Regions from separate parts of the Mus musculus genome. Here region 1 is linked to region 2. Evidence: chromatin contacts called from public capture Hi-C data. All regions are on one chromosome and are shown on one strand. Each heading gives the region's core, a stretch centred on a gene start, on an enhancer-like site or on the middle of the called end of the contact. The rest is flanking DNA. Distances are from core to core; before and after follow the strand shown. Region 1 overlaps Crybg1 (crystallin beta-gamma domain containing 1). Region 2 overlaps Crybg1 (crystallin beta-gamma domain containing 1).

Region 1 (4,224 bases), core at 809-3,308, 40 kb after region 2:
GTTGAGGCTGAATAAAGTAGAGGAAGATTTCTGCTTTTAATGAAAACTACCAGTGAGGTGGGAAGAGAAGTAGCAACTCAATGCCTCACGTTTCACAGGAGCAATGGAATCTTCTGAGAATTTCTACAGTATACCAAGGGTAAAGAGACAAATGGGAGAATGTTTTAGGATTCGGAAAAGTGCAAATCAGGGAGGTAATACCCGAAAGGAAGCCCTGTATGAGAATAATGCGCCTACTTTAGCTGTTGTTTTGTTTTGTTTTGTTGTTTGAGTGAGGGTTCTCACATAGCCCAGGCTAGCCCCGAACTTCCTATATCATCACGTATGACCCTGATCTCCTGATCCTTCCGCCTTTGCTTCCCAATTACTTGGACTGCAGGCAGCACCACCATGCCAGGCATGGGCATGACTGGGAGAAGTCTCTCCTATACAACTTTAACAAAACAAAACATTATTCTTTGCACAACAAAAGATGAGAAGGGACATTAGAAGCGGTGTTTTTTTTTTCCTCCCTTCTAGACATAGCAAAGAAAGAGAATTGTGTCAGTGTAGAAAGGAATTGAACTAAAGGATCTCATAGGGCTGTCATCGTGAGGTATTCTATAATCCTAGTTCCAGGAAGTGGAGGAGGAAGGACTCCGAGTTCAAGGTCACCTGGGTTTGCATAGTGGAACCCCAAGGAACAGAGATGAAATTGTATGATTTCTTTAGTTAGAACGTAACAGATCTATCTCATGCAACATTTGATACTATATAAAAATCATCTTGGGCTACATAGAGAAGCTCTATCAGAAAAACAAACAAAGTAAAAGAGTTCTTCAGGCAACTCTTTAATAATTTACACACACATACACACACACACACACACACACACACACACACACACACACACACACACACTGGAGAATAACAGCTGAGAAGCACCCGACAGCTGAGGAGGTAGGAAGACTTACGCAGATACACCTTTCATAAAGCCTTTCTTCACAAGCTCTTCTCTATCCCTAACCATCTGCCCTCTGCTCACAAATATGCCAAGAGGAATAGGAAGCGAGAAAAGACACCCACACCCTGAAACAGTATCATTTCTTATAAATTGGGGCAGTAGAGCAAAATTGTATAGATAGTCTACTGTCCTTAATACTGATCTTTGGAGTAAAATATATATATTTATTTATTGGAGATTGAAGAGATGAAAATGTTCTCGTGTGCCCCCTATGAGAGTGAAGGCAGGTGTCCAAGAACTGAGCTGTCTCTTCTATTGCACCATCCATGTTAAATGGTCCAAAGATGGCAAAGCTGTTTGTTCTTTCTACATATTTTGCTTGTGAGCCAATCCTTGCCTGTTTATAGTACAGGATCCTTTCCCCTCTAAGTAACCCAAAATCTAGCTCAGAGAAACCAATAAAAAAAAATGTTTATTAACATATAAACTAAGAAGAGCTCCTGAGCTTAATCAGTGAACTCAACTGCTTCTAGATTCTGTGGCTTCTCCAGTTCCAGACATCACAGAAATGCCAGGCTATCTTCTTGTGCATCTTCCTCAGAAATGAGGAAATATCCCAAAAGCCATTTCTTGTCACATGTCATTACACGACAAACCAGTTCCTGGACCTGCTCCTTTGAGCCTGGAGCCTGAAGGACACTGTGTCCATTCAGAGAACAGACATCTGACAAACCTAGGATTCTATTAGGAAAGAATGAGTGGGGAGAGGCAAAAACGGATGCTCTCTACCTGCTGCCCGGCTTTCTCGTGAAACAAGCTCCCCACACTTACTGTAACACTGATACAGGTAGAGTCAGGCCATGTTTATGACTGAATCTGAGGCATCGAAGTAGAAACCCATGTGATTTAGGCCTCACAGTAGGCTGAACCCAGGATGCCTGTCTGCTTGCTCCTTTCACTCATGGTATACACTAGTAAGGCTTAGCATGGACCCAAGGGTTGATTCTGTTTGGTAAGCCTGTACTCGTGATCTCCCGGACTCAAGATACACACCGTCCTGAGGCAGGTCTCTTATCAGTGGCCAGAGGAGGAGAGAGCTATCGTTTGCAGTCCCAGGGAAGGGCCTGGCCTAGTGCTCTTCTGAAACAGGAAGTGCTGTCTGAGGCACACTCATTACTTCAGACCTGCCTCTGAGGGAGGAGGAGATACCAGTGACTTCCCTTTCCTCATGACCCAGATCCAAACAGCAGCCACGCACCTGGCCACTCCAATCATCATCTCACACGCTGCTCCAGGACTTAGGTGAGCGGGAATGAAAGGCCAGGAGATGTGTGGGCCCAGAGGTCATCATGAGGCAGGCTTAGCTGCAGGGCAGCCTTTCACACACCTCAGATGCTCCTATCACCTGTAAGGACTCCTCACTTCCTCTAGATGCCTCAGCCACAGTAAAGTTATTGTACAAGTGTTTATCCTAAAACACAGTGCCTTCAATCCCAGCACCCAGGAGTCAGAGGCAGAGGCAGGAGAATTTCTGTGAGTTCCAGGTCAGCTTGGTCTAAATAATGAGTTCCAGGATAGCTACAAAGTGAGACCCTGTCAAAACGAAAACCAAACAAACACAACACAACACAACACAAAACAAACCCACAACCCCAAGACTGTAGGGTAATGGCCTAAAATACAACCTACAAGATGGTTTCTTTCTACTACATAGAAAGAAAACACTGGGAGTCATGCAGAAGCTTTATAGATTCTGGGAATCTTATCACTGTCATCTATCTAGCCATGCCAGATATCAACATGCATAAAAAGGAACAAACCCACACCCCCACCTCTGGAGGTCTGTGAGGCCTAGGGCTATAACACACTCAGTTCTGAAGAACAGTTGCATAAGGACTAGACACTTAAAATCTCCCTAGCCTAAAAGCCAACCTTGATAAATGTTTGCAACAGCAAAAGCCAATTGGAAAGTTGGGTACTTTTTCATGCCTAATGAAGTAAATTTTAGTTTCACTCCTAACAATTAGGCTAGAGGAACCATAAGAAAGGCTAAATGTTGCCAGGCAGTGGTGGCACACGCCCTTAATCCCAGCACTTGGGAGGCAGGGGTAGGCAGATTTCTGAGTTCGAGGCCAGCCTGGTCTACAGAGTGAGTTCCAGTACAGCAGGGCAATACAGTGAAACCCTGTCTCGAAAAACCCAAAATAAATAAATACATAAATAAATAGGCTACAATAGAGCAAGGGAGGATTTGTGAGAGAGTTTGGAGGGAAGAAAAGAATGGGGGAAATAATATAATTATATTGTAATCTAAAATAAAAGCTATTAAAAAAAATAAAACAGTCATTACTGGACAACAATCGTTTTGGTTAATAAAACAAAATTAAATCCTCTAAAACTGCCATCTTGCAATGGAGTCTTAACAGAACCTGTTTATTAATTTGATAATTATAATAATTTCTAAATTTTTTTCTTTCTTCTCATGAGACAGAGTCTCACTGTGAAGCATTGGCTGGTCCGGAACTCACTATGGAGACCAGGCTGGCCTTGAACTCCTAACACTCCATCTGGTTCTGTGTGCTTCATCATACTGGGCTTAATTAAAGTCTTTCCTGTTTCCCTTTTAAGGGGCAGATATTACTCTGCCTTAGTCAATATTTGTTAAGTGCTTGCATTTACTCAGGGTCATGGCTAAGAGTGGGAAACAGCTGTCAGCTCCTTTCACTTTATCCTTCCTGTTTTCCTTCATTTGAGTTTCTTTTGCAAAACCAGAGAGACCATCTCCCTGCAATTGATTTTGTTAAAAATAATGGTAAGGTTGTATCCTTGCTAGTGAATCCTCTTATGTTAGAGAGCCACATACCTTTTCTCAGAAAAATCCCTGAAGCTTACGTAAAACAGTGTTGGGCTCTTTAAAAAAGAAAACAGCCCAGTACAGATAGGTAAGGGGTGGGAATCCTCAGCCTGTGGCCCACACTTCTGCTGTCCTCCTAGCTCCTGGAGCAGACAGATGTGCACTGCTTTGTGTTATAGTGGGTAGGGATTAATGCAGAGCTCAAAGTGCCCGAGTAAGTGCCTGGGACTGGTTATAGAAGTGGCTCAGCTAGGCTCACAACCAACACAGCTGCATTGACTGACGGGGCGTATAAACTGATGCTGTACTGCCCTCTGCCGTCTGAACAAGTATTATTAGTGAGTTCTCCTAACCTTATAGTTATTGAAAAGGAAGTTACCTAAAGGTACCTCTGTGTGCATCAAGGCATTTCCCAGTTAGAGCCTGA
Region 2 (4,167 bases), core at 271-2,770:
CTTTTCGGAAGTTGGCAGTTCTGTCTCCCAGCTTCTTGCTTTCTTGATTAAAATAAACACCCAGTCTTTCTCCACTCAGGAACACTCCAGGTGTTTTCTTTACTAACAAAAAGGAAAATTTTATTCTTTGCAGTAAGACAGCGATAGTTTTCATTTTTGTAGGAGTCTGGGCTGAGTATGGAGTAGCACACCCAGAATCATTCATAAATCTATACTGTTCTCCTCCACTTAAAGGGCTCTCACCAAGAATCTGATTATGCTACAAAGAAGAAAATAGCTTCTAATGTCTGGCACATTTTAGGAAATAGATAACCAAAATGAGATGCCCCTTGAGCAGATTTTTTAAAAATAGGTTTTGTCTGAATAAGAAATAGGGATCTTTAGGAAGGCAAGAACATATAGATTTGGATTTTGAAAGCGGACTTTAGAAATGGTGAGAGGACAAGATCAGTGAGAGTCTTCTAGTGTGTGGGATGGCAGAAGCCATCTTCTCAGCAGCAGCTACAAGTGCAGTTCTCGGCAGGTTGGTTGCCTGCAGTGCCAGGCTCTCAGCAAAAGTCTATTGTGCTTATACAATCATATTTTTATGCGATGCTCTGGAAAAATCAAGAAGGAACCTGTTTCCAAGCACAAGATGACTTGTAGTACAAGGAAGTATGGGGAGAGAGGTGGGAAAGGATGGTCTCAGGGAGGACCACAGTGAGCGGTGAGGGGTGGAGGAGGACTCAGCAGGTGGAATGTTACCTGCTATCTTTTGTTTTCCGTGTTACAGGACAGGTGCTCTTGAATGCCTGGGAATCTCCGGGGATAGCACGTGATACATATTTTATATATTTATATCTTATTTTTATAAACTGTAACCATGAGTGTTAAGTCAACTATGACTCACGAATTTTGGTAAGCATTTCCTAGAGCTAAATTCGTTGAATTGAAAGAGGAGCATATTATTGTATTATCTTGTTTTTTATAGTGGTTTCCCATAGCGTAGGGCACTTGAATACCTGTTCCCCAGTTGGTGGCACTGTTTGGCAGTGTTGTAGTGTTCTATTGCTGTGAAGAGACACCATGACCAAGACAACTCTTATAAAGGAAAGCATTTAATTGGGGGTTTGCTTCTAGTTTCATAGGGTTGGTCCATTATCATTATGGTGGGGAGTCTGGTGGCAGACAGGAAGGCATGTTGCTGGAGGAGTAGCTGGGGGGAAGGAGAGAGGGAGGGGAGGGAGGGGGGAAGGAGAGAGAGAGATAGAGAGGGAGAGGGAGAGAGGGGGAAGGGGAGACAGAGAGAGAGAGAAAGAGAGAGAGAGAGAGAGAGAGCTAGAGGAAGAAGGGATCCAAATTCCTTTCTTGACTCAACTGAGGACGAAGCATGCACGTATATGAGCCTGTGGCAGTCAATCTCATTTAAATCACCACAGCCAGTTTAGAATGTGTGGCCTTGCTGGAGGAAGTATATCACTGAGGGTAGGATCTGAGGTTTCAAAAGCCACCCATCTCCACTTGGCTCTCTCTGCTTCCTGTTTGTGGTTGGAGATACATGCTCTCAGCTCTCAGCTCTCAGTTCCAGGCTCCAGCTGCTATGCCTGCCACTGCTCAGCTTCCCTGGCTGGTGATGGACTGCAAGCCCCAATCAGCCCTTCCTTCCCTAAGCTGCCTTGGCTATAGTGTTTTATTACAGCAATAGGAAATCGAAGCAGGCTTGCAGACAAGGTGCAAGTAGACAGAAGACGAGGGACTTGTCCAAGGGCAGTCACTAAGTCTGAGGCTGGCCAGCCAGTCCTCCCTTCCATCAGTTCTAACCTCCGGCTCTGCAGAAACCACCTCTGCTTTGGGTCCCTTTCATCTTGTCCCTTCTGTCAGGGCCTCCTTGCTTAGCCCATCTCTTTCTATCCTCACTCTCATCTCCATTGTAATGTCAGCTTTATGGAGCCTTGGATATCCTTGGGGTTTCTTGACAGTACAGTTCCATGCTGCAGTATTGAGTCAGTCCTCTTTAAGCATTCAATAACCTGGGGCTACAGGACTCTTATGAAGCCACCCAGGAAGAGGAAAGGTTAGGTGTACTTGAGCAACCCTTTCTCCCTCGTGACACGGATGGTTCTGAGAAGTGGCCAACATGGCTGCCACAATCCCCTCACCCATTGTCCTATGATCTCTCAGCACTAGCTAGTCCTTGCTTCAGTCAGAGTCCCTTCAGACTGTTCTACACACGCAGTTTTTCCAGACTGCCCTTTCCAGACTACCACATATTTTTTACCTGTCACCTTAGAGAAGCCTCCTGTGACTCCACCACCTGTTAGGATAATACTTCCTCATAGTCATCTCTACCCCCTTTCTCTGGTACATTATTCATCCAATTTCCTGTCTCTAGCTCACTAGATTAAAATGTGTGTATCTTTACTTTCATTTCCCCCCTGGAGCATCCTGTCCTGAGAGCATGGATGTTACCGTCTCCCTTCACTCTGTGTTCTCAGAGCCTCACAGTCTTGCAACAGGAGTCCCAAATACCCAGTGAGCGCTCCAGAAAGTTACAGAACGGATGCATTCATTTCACGGCATTGTTTTACAGTGAAAAATCCTCAAGTCTGGCTTGCTTAGCAAAGCACATACAAAGAGAATGAGCATTAGAGAAGCCCTGCAAGAAAGAAAAGACAGAAATGGAGATGGGGGCAATGGTGGGCACAGAGGCCCTAAGAGCAGTGTCCTGATCCAAGACTAGAACAGCCCCGACGGGCAAGGAGGGAGTTGCTCCTGAGACAGGGACCCACAGACAGATGTGAGGAGGAGATGCTGGCAGGGACTGAGAGACACAGGCGGCCTGCAATGCCTGCCTACTGGAGAGGATCTAGAAGAAAGAAGGTCTAAGCCTCACTTCCTTCCTTCTCTTTGATCTCCTTCCAGGATCTCTGTGTCTGGTGCCAATAGGAAGCACAATGGACCATCTAAATGGAACTAGTGGGTAGATCCACAAAAGACAGAGGGGAGGAGGAGGCCAGATCTGCAGAAGAACCTACAGGAGCAGGAGAGAGCCAGGCTCTACCTCTGGTCCTCTCTGAGGATGAGTTGGAGTTGAGAACTATATCATCGGAGATCAACATGGGGTCTGCAGACACAGAGACTGTCAAGGATGCTGCCAGAGTCCCATCAGATTCCACAGGGCATCGTCTGAGGCTGGCCAGCTTTTTTAACTATTCTCTTCAGGATTTAGATTGTCAGAGTCCTAATAAATTTAACTTTCACTCAACAGTAGCATCCAAATTTCTCTTAATATAAAATACTCAGGCTGGAGAGATGAGTCAGAGACTAAGAGCACTCACTGCTCTTCCGAAGGTCCTGAATTCAAATCCCAGCAACCACATGGTGGCTCACAACTATCTGCAATGGGATCTGACACCGTCTTCTGGTATGTCCGAAAACAGCTACGGTGTACTTACATATAACATTAAATAAATCTTTGGGCCGGAGCGAGCAGAGGTTCTGAGTTCAATTCCCAGCAACCACATGCAATTCTCACAACCATCTGTACAGCTACAGTGTACTTATATACATAAAATAAATAAATACATCTTTTTTTTTTAAGTACTCTAGCTACCTCCAGACTGGGGTGAGCCATCCTGGCTTGCCCAGTTGCCACGGGCATCACCTTCACCTGCCATACCACACCTATTCAGAACCATCAGCCTGGATCTCCTGAGTTGCTCATACTCAGCCTCCATCCTGACGATTGGTCCTCCTATAATTTATCTTCCTTGGCACTTTGCCACTGAGAAGACAGATTGCGTTTCTAGCAAAAATGCACAATCATTCCTGCCTAACCTCATAAGCAAAGGCCGGCATAAAGCAGACCCAAGGTCTATGTGTGAGCACTAGGCCTGTAAAATGAAACGATAGGTTTAATTCCATCTTTGTGAAGTTGAAGCTAACCTTAGTTCCTTGTGAACCTAAAGTTAACCAGCCAATAGGTCTTCAAAATTAAAAGCATCTATGTGTCTAAGAAAATAAAAATGTGGCCCACAAAACACAAGAAGAGACACTTTTTCCAAAGAAGAATGGAAATAGTCAACATATATATATATATATATATGCATAGCATTACGTTGTATAGGAGAAACTCAATCAAAGCCACAATGGCACACCACACTGTACCCATTGCGATGGATAAAATAA

The links. Capture Hi-C pulls out chosen DNA fragments and counts their contacts.
Region 1: a contact with region 2 is called in a capture Hi-C map of bone marrow-derived macrophages, with 5 times the contacts expected there. The contact joins two enhancer-like sites. A contact is called at or near these places in 2 of 15 datasets of contacts at CTCF or cohesin (the G1E-ER4 cell line and the NIH/3T3 cell line), 5 of 484 Hi-C or Micro-C datasets (the C10 cell line, bone marrow-derived macrophages, embryonic stem cells and 2 more), 2 of 115 datasets of contacts at active chromatin or transcription factors (embryonic fibroblasts and embryonic stem cells) and 3 of 9 other capture datasets (adipose tissue, bone marrow-derived macrophages and liver).

What each region holds. Positions count from the first base shown.
Region 1 is chr10:44,067,218-44,071,441 of GRCm38.p6, forward strand. The region is part of intron 1 of Crybg1 (crystallin beta-gamma domain containing 1); the gene reads right to left. Among named protein-coding and RNA genes, the nearest start is that of Crybg1, 79 kb to the right of the region's middle. Within about 2 kb of position 2,059, at least 102 of the 459 cell types and tissues checked have an H3K27ac peak or open chromatin away from gene starts, as enhancers often do. A contact at or near this core is called in bone marrow-derived macrophages, where this site is marked.
Region 2 is chr10:44,028,246-44,032,412 of GRCm38.p6, forward strand. The region is part of intron 2 of Crybg1 (crystallin beta-gamma domain containing 1); the gene reads right to left. Among named protein-coding and RNA genes, the nearest start is that of Gm40636, 62 kb to the left of the region's middle. Within about 2 kb of position 1,521, at least 45 of the 459 cell types and tissues checked have an H3K27ac peak or open chromatin away from gene starts, as enhancers often do. A contact at or near this core is called in bone marrow-derived macrophages, where this site is marked.